2 separate regions of the Mus musculus genome follow, and region 2 is linked to region 1. Evidence: chromatin contacts called from public ChIA-PET data. All regions are on one chromosome and are shown on one strand. The core of a region is the stretch at or near the end of the contact, and the rest is flanking DNA. Distances in the headings are between cores, read along the strand shown.

The links. ChIA-PET counts read pairs in DNA pulled down with a chosen protein or histone mark.
Region 2: an RNA polymerase II ChIA-PET map of effector CD8 T cells shows a contact between it and region 1, with 29 read pairs. The contact joins the promoter of Tec here to the enhancer-like site in region 1. A contact is called at or near these places in 9 of 39 promoter capture datasets (the 3T3-L1 cell line, the C10 cell line, cranial neural crest and 5 more), 3 of 484 Hi-C or Micro-C datasets (the HL-1 cell line, bone marrow-derived macrophages and group 2 innate lymphoid cells), 5 of 115 datasets of contacts at active chromatin or transcription factors (CD8 T cells, effector CD8 T cells, embryonic stem cells and 1 more) and 3 of 9 other capture datasets (adipose tissue, liver and pancreatic islet).

What each region holds. Positions count from the first base shown.
Region 1 is chr5:72,729,154-72,732,749 of GRCm38.p6, forward strand. It overlaps Txk (TXK tyrosine kinase), which reads right to left. Exons shown (of 15, transcript NM_001122754.2): 5 at 2,611-2,676. Among named protein-coding and RNA genes, the nearest start is that of Txk, 22 kb to the right of the region's middle. Within about 2 kb of position 2,063, at least 12 of the 459 cell types and tissues checked have an H3K27ac peak or open chromatin away from gene starts, as enhancers often do. A contact at or near this core is called in CD8 T cells and effector CD8 T cells, where this site is marked.
Region 2 is chr5:72,866,542-72,870,293 of GRCm38.p6, forward strand. Tec (tec protein tyrosine kinase) reads right to left here and starts at 1,907. Exons shown (of 19, transcript NM_001113460.2): 1 at 1,853-1,907.

The DNA.
Region 1 (3,596 bases), core at 813-3,312:
CACTACTCTTTTAGAACTACAATTTAACACTATAATTTAGAATTATATATTTGTTCTAATGTCTGTTTCCTCTGTTAACTGTAAGCCCCATTCATACAAGGAAAGCTCTATATGTTCTAAATTGTATCCCCAGGGCTCAAAGGGATGGAGATCAGATACATCCCCAGAGCACCACAAATGGGATTGAACATGTAAACGGAATTCAGATGCTAAAGTAACTAGGACATGCTGGCTACCGGCAAAACGAGGTAGGGTGGGGCAAACTATAAAGGACTTGCCCATGGTCTCCACTGTTCACAGATATAACCATAATCACTAGACTGTATTGAATGTTACTATGTACCACATGATGTAGGTGTCCCCACTTATTAGAGCATTCAGAGATAGTACGAAATGTTGCCCAGAAACAAAGCATTCTAATGATGACACTATAGTTTGTACTCGGTTGCTCTTGCACCCAGTAACTCCACCTACAGAGATTCTTTTGTGTAGTCATCATAAAAGAATAAGTGATCGATAAGTTCTAGTGATTAATTACGATAACTATTATACTCCTATGTCAATGCACCTGTTTTAAAAAGAAATAAAATTTAGTGAACCTTCCTAAAATTTGAATCAGTAAAAAGCATGGTTTTAAAATTCATGTAAACCGGAACCCAGAGAAACGAAATGGAGATTCTAACCGTAGAGGTGTTCATTTGGTATCTACAGTATAAGCCAGTCTAAAATCAGAGGCACAGCTTAGTCTAAACAGAGGAAGCAAAGAGCAAATGAGACATGGCAGAAAGAAACAAAAGTGGCTTCGCTGGCAGTGAGTGTCCATTTGGTCACAACGAAAATTCCAGACTTGAACAACAATTGAAAAAATGGCCTATTTTTCTAATTGTTCTGGGTTGGTTTTCATACACAGTCTCCTTTCAACTAGGCTTGTGGTGTTGGCCAGCTTCAGCACAGGAGAGCACTGAGATCTCATGGGGCAGGCTTGAGTGACCACAAATCACCACCACACTGTTTTCTAAGAGAGGTGGCTCAGTCCCCCAAAGGGGTGGAGAGTGGAGACTGGAATCTTAAGCTAAAGGGTCAGGTCAACAGAAAGGACATTTGAGACAGGAAAGAGTGAAGACACTTGGTGATGAAGCTGAAAAGCTTGGTTCGAGGGAGGAAGAGCAAGCCACCAGAGCAGTCTGGGAAAACCTATCAGATGTGCCTCGTGCCCTGGAACCGTCTTTATCTATGCTCAAAGATGACCCTGCATATTCACCTAAACTTTTGGAATGGGAGCTATTTTAGGGAAAGCTGTACTGAATCTAAACTAAATGAGTAGCGAGGCCAAGGAAGTATCTTCCTCTACATTTCTTCTCTCAAGAAATACTTGACACCACTACTCTTATCACAAACTAATGCCTGTTAGCTGCATATGCTAGTTATAAGATGAACTGAGACGGAAGGAAGGACCATCTAGAAACTGCCCCACCTGGGGATCCATCCCATAAACAGCCACCAAACCCAGACACTACTGCATATTCCAGCAAGATTTTGCTGACAGGACCCTGATATAGCTATCTCTTGTGAGGTTATGCCAATGCCTGGCAAATACAGAAGTGGATGCTCACAGTCATCTATTGGATGGAACACAGGGTCCCCAATGGAGGAGCTAGAGAAAGTACCCAAGGAGCTGAAGGGGACTGCAACCCTATAGATGGAACAACAATATGAACTAACCAGTACCCCCAGAGCTCGTGTCTCTAGCTGCATATGTAGCAGAAGATGGCCTAGTTGGCCATCATTGTGAGGAGAGGCCCTTGGTCTTGCGAAGATTATATGCCCCAGTACAAGGGAATGCCAGGGCCAGGAAGCAGGAGTGGGTGGGTTGGGGAGGAGGGTGGGGGGAAGGTATAGGGGACTTTCAGGATAGCATTTGAAATGTAAATGGAGAAAATATCTAATAAAACATAACAAAACAAACAAACAAACAAAAACAAGATGAGCACCCAAAGGGAGGAGGGAGCATGAAGCCAAACTGAGAATCTAACTTTATAAAAACACAGGAAGAGCTCTGTCACGTTGTAGCTGTGATTTAATCTATCAACCTTACATTTTCACCAGAAGAGTGAGATCTACAAAGTCACTGCTCAGACCTCTCTACTCTAAAGTTATAATTGTTATCTAAAAGAGAGGAAGGTTTTTAAAGCATACATTTACTAAGCATACTTAAGGTTCTTTCAAACGATATCATTAGTCTATCTCTTCTCCTCAGTTACTTCTAAAACATAACAAAACAAGAGCCAACATCTGAGAACCAGGTAGTGCAGACTGTCAGATTTACCTTCTGTCATTTTGAAAAATAAACGCTCTGTCTAGGACACACAGTATGACACATGTATCAGTGTACCTAAGGCATGGCCATGCCAAACACAACAAATACGAGCTTAAGAAGGATTTTCAGAAGCAACTGTGGTAATAATCAGAGGTCTCTTCATTGCTAAGACTATCAAATGTGTTACTTTCTTTTTCTTTTACAAACTTGAAAACTGTCTATACTTCAAAGTTCTCAGTAGCTCTCTGATTTTCCAACGTTAATCACAGTGCGGTCTTGTTAAGGGAACTTACTCATAGATTTCTAAGTTGGCGAGTCTGTTTTCTGTCACATAGTTGCTTGGGATTAAGCCTTCATTCCTACAACATAACACAAAACAAAAGACTCAAGATGGAAAACCGGTTGGTAACATTACTGAGACAACAGTTATGCAGTCAACCCCATCCCTACCCTGGGAAGAAGTAGGGAGGAATCAAAGAAAAAAAAAGCATCTTACTTGTTACACTGTTAAAAAGATAAAAATGTTTCTACCTTCCAACTCTACAGAAACCTCTCTACAGTAGATAGCAAGATCCTGACTTACAAATAAACTATTTTAAGAGATTAGATAACCCCATTTTCTTTTCTTTTGTTGAAATAAATGAATCCTGTAGCCCAGGCTGACCTTAAATTCCCAGCCACCTCAAGAGTACTAGGGTTTCAGGCAGCTGCCACCGAGCCCAGTTCCAATATGCCAAGATGCATTTTAAAGGAAAAGTGGGTGTGGTTCTGAGTTTAGACTCAACATGGATTGTTCCATTTCAGAGTTCAGACTCAGCATGCTCTGTTCCCTGGGAAGGGCGTTGTAGGTCGAGGATGTGTAATTGGGCATCACTCCAGGTTGGGATGCCTCAGACTTAAAAACAAGCAATTAGCTTTTTTTTTTTTTTTTTTTTTTGCAGTTAAACGTATAGGGTTTATAAAAAACACTGCCAAATTCTTCATTGTCTCCTTTGGGTTCAAAAAGTACACCATTCCCCAACCCCCAAAGAACAGGAAAGGCTAACTGACTCATCTAAAATTGAATCTAAGCTCAGTTCAACATGGACTACGGGAGGATTTCTGGAGGTGACATAAAAGTCAGCATTCTTTAGGAACTTAAGAAACCGGTCCCCACCTGTCCAAAGGAATCATGTTCCTTACCTCTGGCAGAGGGGACAAATGGCTACCTGTGGCTGCCTAGCAAAACCTAAGTCAGCCTCCAGGCTCCCTCAGTATCACAGGTACCTGTTACACATTT
Region 2 (3,752 bases), core at 657-3,156, 140 kb after region 1:
GAGATCATTTTCCCATGATCAGAAGTCAATTTCATTCCTTTCTTACAGACTTGAATGCCCCGCGAAGGACCTTAATGCTTGATACGAATTCAACTTCAAAGACTCTGCTTCACCTGCTGCTCACTGGACGAGAGCAGAGCTTCTACGGGCTCTGAACAGGGACAAAGTCCACAGACACTTACTGAGAATCCACAGGGGAGCCATCAGCAAGCTGAGTATCAACAAATGATCTTCCCCAGATGGGAGTGGAGGGAGTGGGGGGGGGGTGAAGTAAATGCCAAAATCTAGTAGGATGGGTGCAGGGAAGGAAGAGAGGCACCAACCAGGGCAGCCTGGAGAACCTGTAGGAAGAGGTGTGGTTAGAGGCCCTGGGTGCGGGGCGGGGAGGGGGGGGAGCGAGGGGGGGGATAGGGGGAGGCCAGGCATTCTTCAAGAACACAAATGTGCCAGTAATTGTCCACAGTATCTCCATCCTCCTTTAAGGATCAGCTGTAGGGAGAGAGGTTACACATAGCCCCAGCCCTGTCTGTAAACAAGACCACCTTGTTGTAAGGGAATCAAGAAAACAGTGTGGCAATGCTAAACCTTGCATTCCCACCCTAGATTCTTTCCAATCTAGAAAGAGAGGGAAACTCTAGGCCAAAGATCCATGTAGGGCAAAGGTATCGCCTACTAGAGCGCTTCACTGATTTGCATGTGTTTACAATACCTGTCCCCACACAATTCCACAAACCCGAAGGCACACACCCTTGTGGGAAGAACGAGGGTGATTTACATAGGCACCCTACAGAAAGCACCCCTGAGCTGGCAAGGAGAGGAATAGTGATCGGATTCATAAGTGTATGGCGAAAAGATAGGTCTGTCTTAAACAATGAAAATGTAACTGGACGACATGGATGTTTTCAAATACTTAATGTGTAAGTTTAGCCACAGCTCCCCCCAACCCCCGCCTCGCGGAAAAAAATCAAGCTCTTCCTTATTTTGAGTCTATAGACCACAGAGCTACAGTGTCGATCACTCAGCTATTAAATCCCAAATCTTACTTAGGAGACTCGATGCTTCCTCCTACCGCGCCTCGGCTCTGTAAAAGAATTATATAGACGGGAATAGGTTGTCAGAGTTTCCTTAGAGGAAAATGGGAACTCACTGGAAAAATGTAAAACCTCTGCTTAAAGCATGCAACTATTCTGTCTGGATAGGCTCCAAACCCACTTAACCAAGCCAGCCACCCAGTTGTCCCAATTTAACACTGCGATCAACTCTTCTAACCAAATATTCCACTTTCCAAAGATAAGCCCGAATGGGACCTGGTACACAGAAACATATTCGCCAACGACAGGAAAAAGTTAAGAAATGTCAGATCCAGGGGAAATTGCACAGTCTCGGGACAAGGTCCACGTAGTTTTTCCCACTTTGATTCTTCGAGTCCCTGTTTATCAAGATCCAGATACCACTTTCCAGAAGAGAAAAATAGCTAAAGAAGTACGTGCACCTGCTCGGGCACAAGCAACTGTGGACTGTCTTCCTGGATTCGAACTTTACCGCGGGACAAGCAGAAAGAAGAAAGGCCCCCTGCCGCTCAACTGGGAAAGGAACTCAATCGCGAGTCCTCTCGGCTCAGATACCAAGTCCAAAAGGGCTCAGATCTGCAGCCACCGGGGAAGGCGCGGCCATCAGGGGAGCGCACCTGTCCCTTCTTCCTGGCCCAAGGGGGACGGGCCTCTGACCTGACGCAGAGAGTCCGCTCTCACCTCCGTGAGAAGGGTAGAAAAATCCTCCCTAATCCCACTAAGGTCAGTCTCCCGCAGGTGGAGGCCAACTCCGTGAGCGCCGAGAGTCCCTTGGTTCTTACCTTGACGGAGCGCGTGCCGAGACAAGCCAAGACAGAGCGACGTCCAAACTGCGGAGCCCGGAGCTCGGCAAGCGCTGACCAAACCCATCGGCCACGCCCACCGCCCGGCTCCTCCCTGGCCCCGCCCCCTCGCCGCGCCGCCTCTGCCCTCCGCTGCCCACAGCGCCAGTGTCCCACCTTCCTTCCGCGATTTCAAAGCCAAAGGGAAGAATCGGAGCTCGCGGTCCTGCGGCCGAAGTTCCAGGGAGCGTCTCTTATCCAGACAGACGCGGCGTGGGGTCTCTCTAAGTCCGGACTTCCCATCCTAAGAGAACCGTCCAGAAAAATGCTCCTTCGTCCCCGGCTCGGAGAGCCGGTAGCAATAGCACTTGTGGGTGGCTAAGAACCGACCTCCACTTCCGCTTAGCCCCTCGCGGGCGAAACCGGATGATGCTGTGCTCTGGGGTGATAGAAGAATGGGTGGCTTGACTGACAAGCCTGAAGCATCAGAGCCTAGCATAGGGTCACCCACTTACATTATTACTGTTGATACACTAATAATGAAAACAACCTTCAAGTTATTCACTTTAAATACTGTAAAATTCTTAGACTCCAGGAAAGAACGTGCCGTTTGTCACCTAGCTAGCTAGCTAACTGAGAAGCTGTCCTGGAAAGGCTGGGGCTGTAGATCAGTGGTACAATGTTTGCTTAACATGCACAAGGCCCTGGGTTTGATTCCCTACTTTCAAGTCTAAGTTGTCTTTGATGGTAGTCTTGAGTCTTAGCCACTGTTATCTGATCTCATCCATCCTGTACTGTCAGACAGGCATGGTGGCCCACATATTTTATTCCAGCTGAGAGGGCAAAGGCAAGCCCATTTCTAAGCATTTAAGGCCAGTCTGGTAAACATAGTGGTTTCCAGGCCAGCCAGGGCAGGGATATGAGGACCTCTCAGAAGGAGAGAGACACAGGATAGGACTGTAATGTTCATAATAGTCCATGGGAATAAAAGACTGAGTTCGCCTTTGGGATGGAGAGAGAAATTAATTTGTAAAATGCTTGCTATGCCGAAGGTTGATCAGGTAGAGCCCATGTTTTTAAAAAAAAAAAAAAAGGAAAGAAAGAAAGAAAGAAAGAAAAAGGGAAGAGAAAGAAAGGAAGGAAGGAAGCTGTTTTTCACCTGTACTCCAGAGCTGGAGGCAGAACCAAGCATAGCTTGGCCAGTCAATCTAGCCCAACTGGCCAGCTCCGGGTTCCATGAAAGACTTTATCTCAAATAATATGGAAGAGAGCAATTGAGAAAGACACTTAGCCTCTGACCTCCACAGTGGAGCCTTTACATAGGGAGAAAACCAATATACCGGTAAGCAAAGAAACCATTTCACAGGTGAGAAATGTCTTGGCTGAAATAAACTGGGGTAATGAAAGAGAGATTGATGAGGAAGGAGGACTTCTCAAAGGAGGACTCTGTGGAGCTGAGGTTGAACAGTGAATCAGGCAGCCAACCTGAAGACGACGCTCGCGATCACGTGTGCAGTCACGTGTGCAGTAAGACTCCTCCCCGACACGGCTCAGGACTTAAAAGCAGTGCCTCCCTGTGCTATTTCTCCTGTGATCATCTTAATGACCCGAGAAGTCAGCTGACAAGATTCCATTTGACAGGGAAAGAACTAAGAGCAATTTAAAGGACTTGCCTAAAGTCATATAATTAGGAAGGGGCCGGGAATGGGAGGAGAACGCAGAACTGAACCAATGATTCCTGACTCCAGTTCCTCTCCTCCCGGGAAGGCCTCCAGTGTAATGAGCCAAGCTCTGAAGGAACCTTCCCTTTTCTCTCCTGCCTCTCATTCCCTTCAAGAGCTTATTTCCCTGCCATGCAGAGAGATGTCCCTGGGGGAGCAGGGGCTTGAATCTGTGAAAC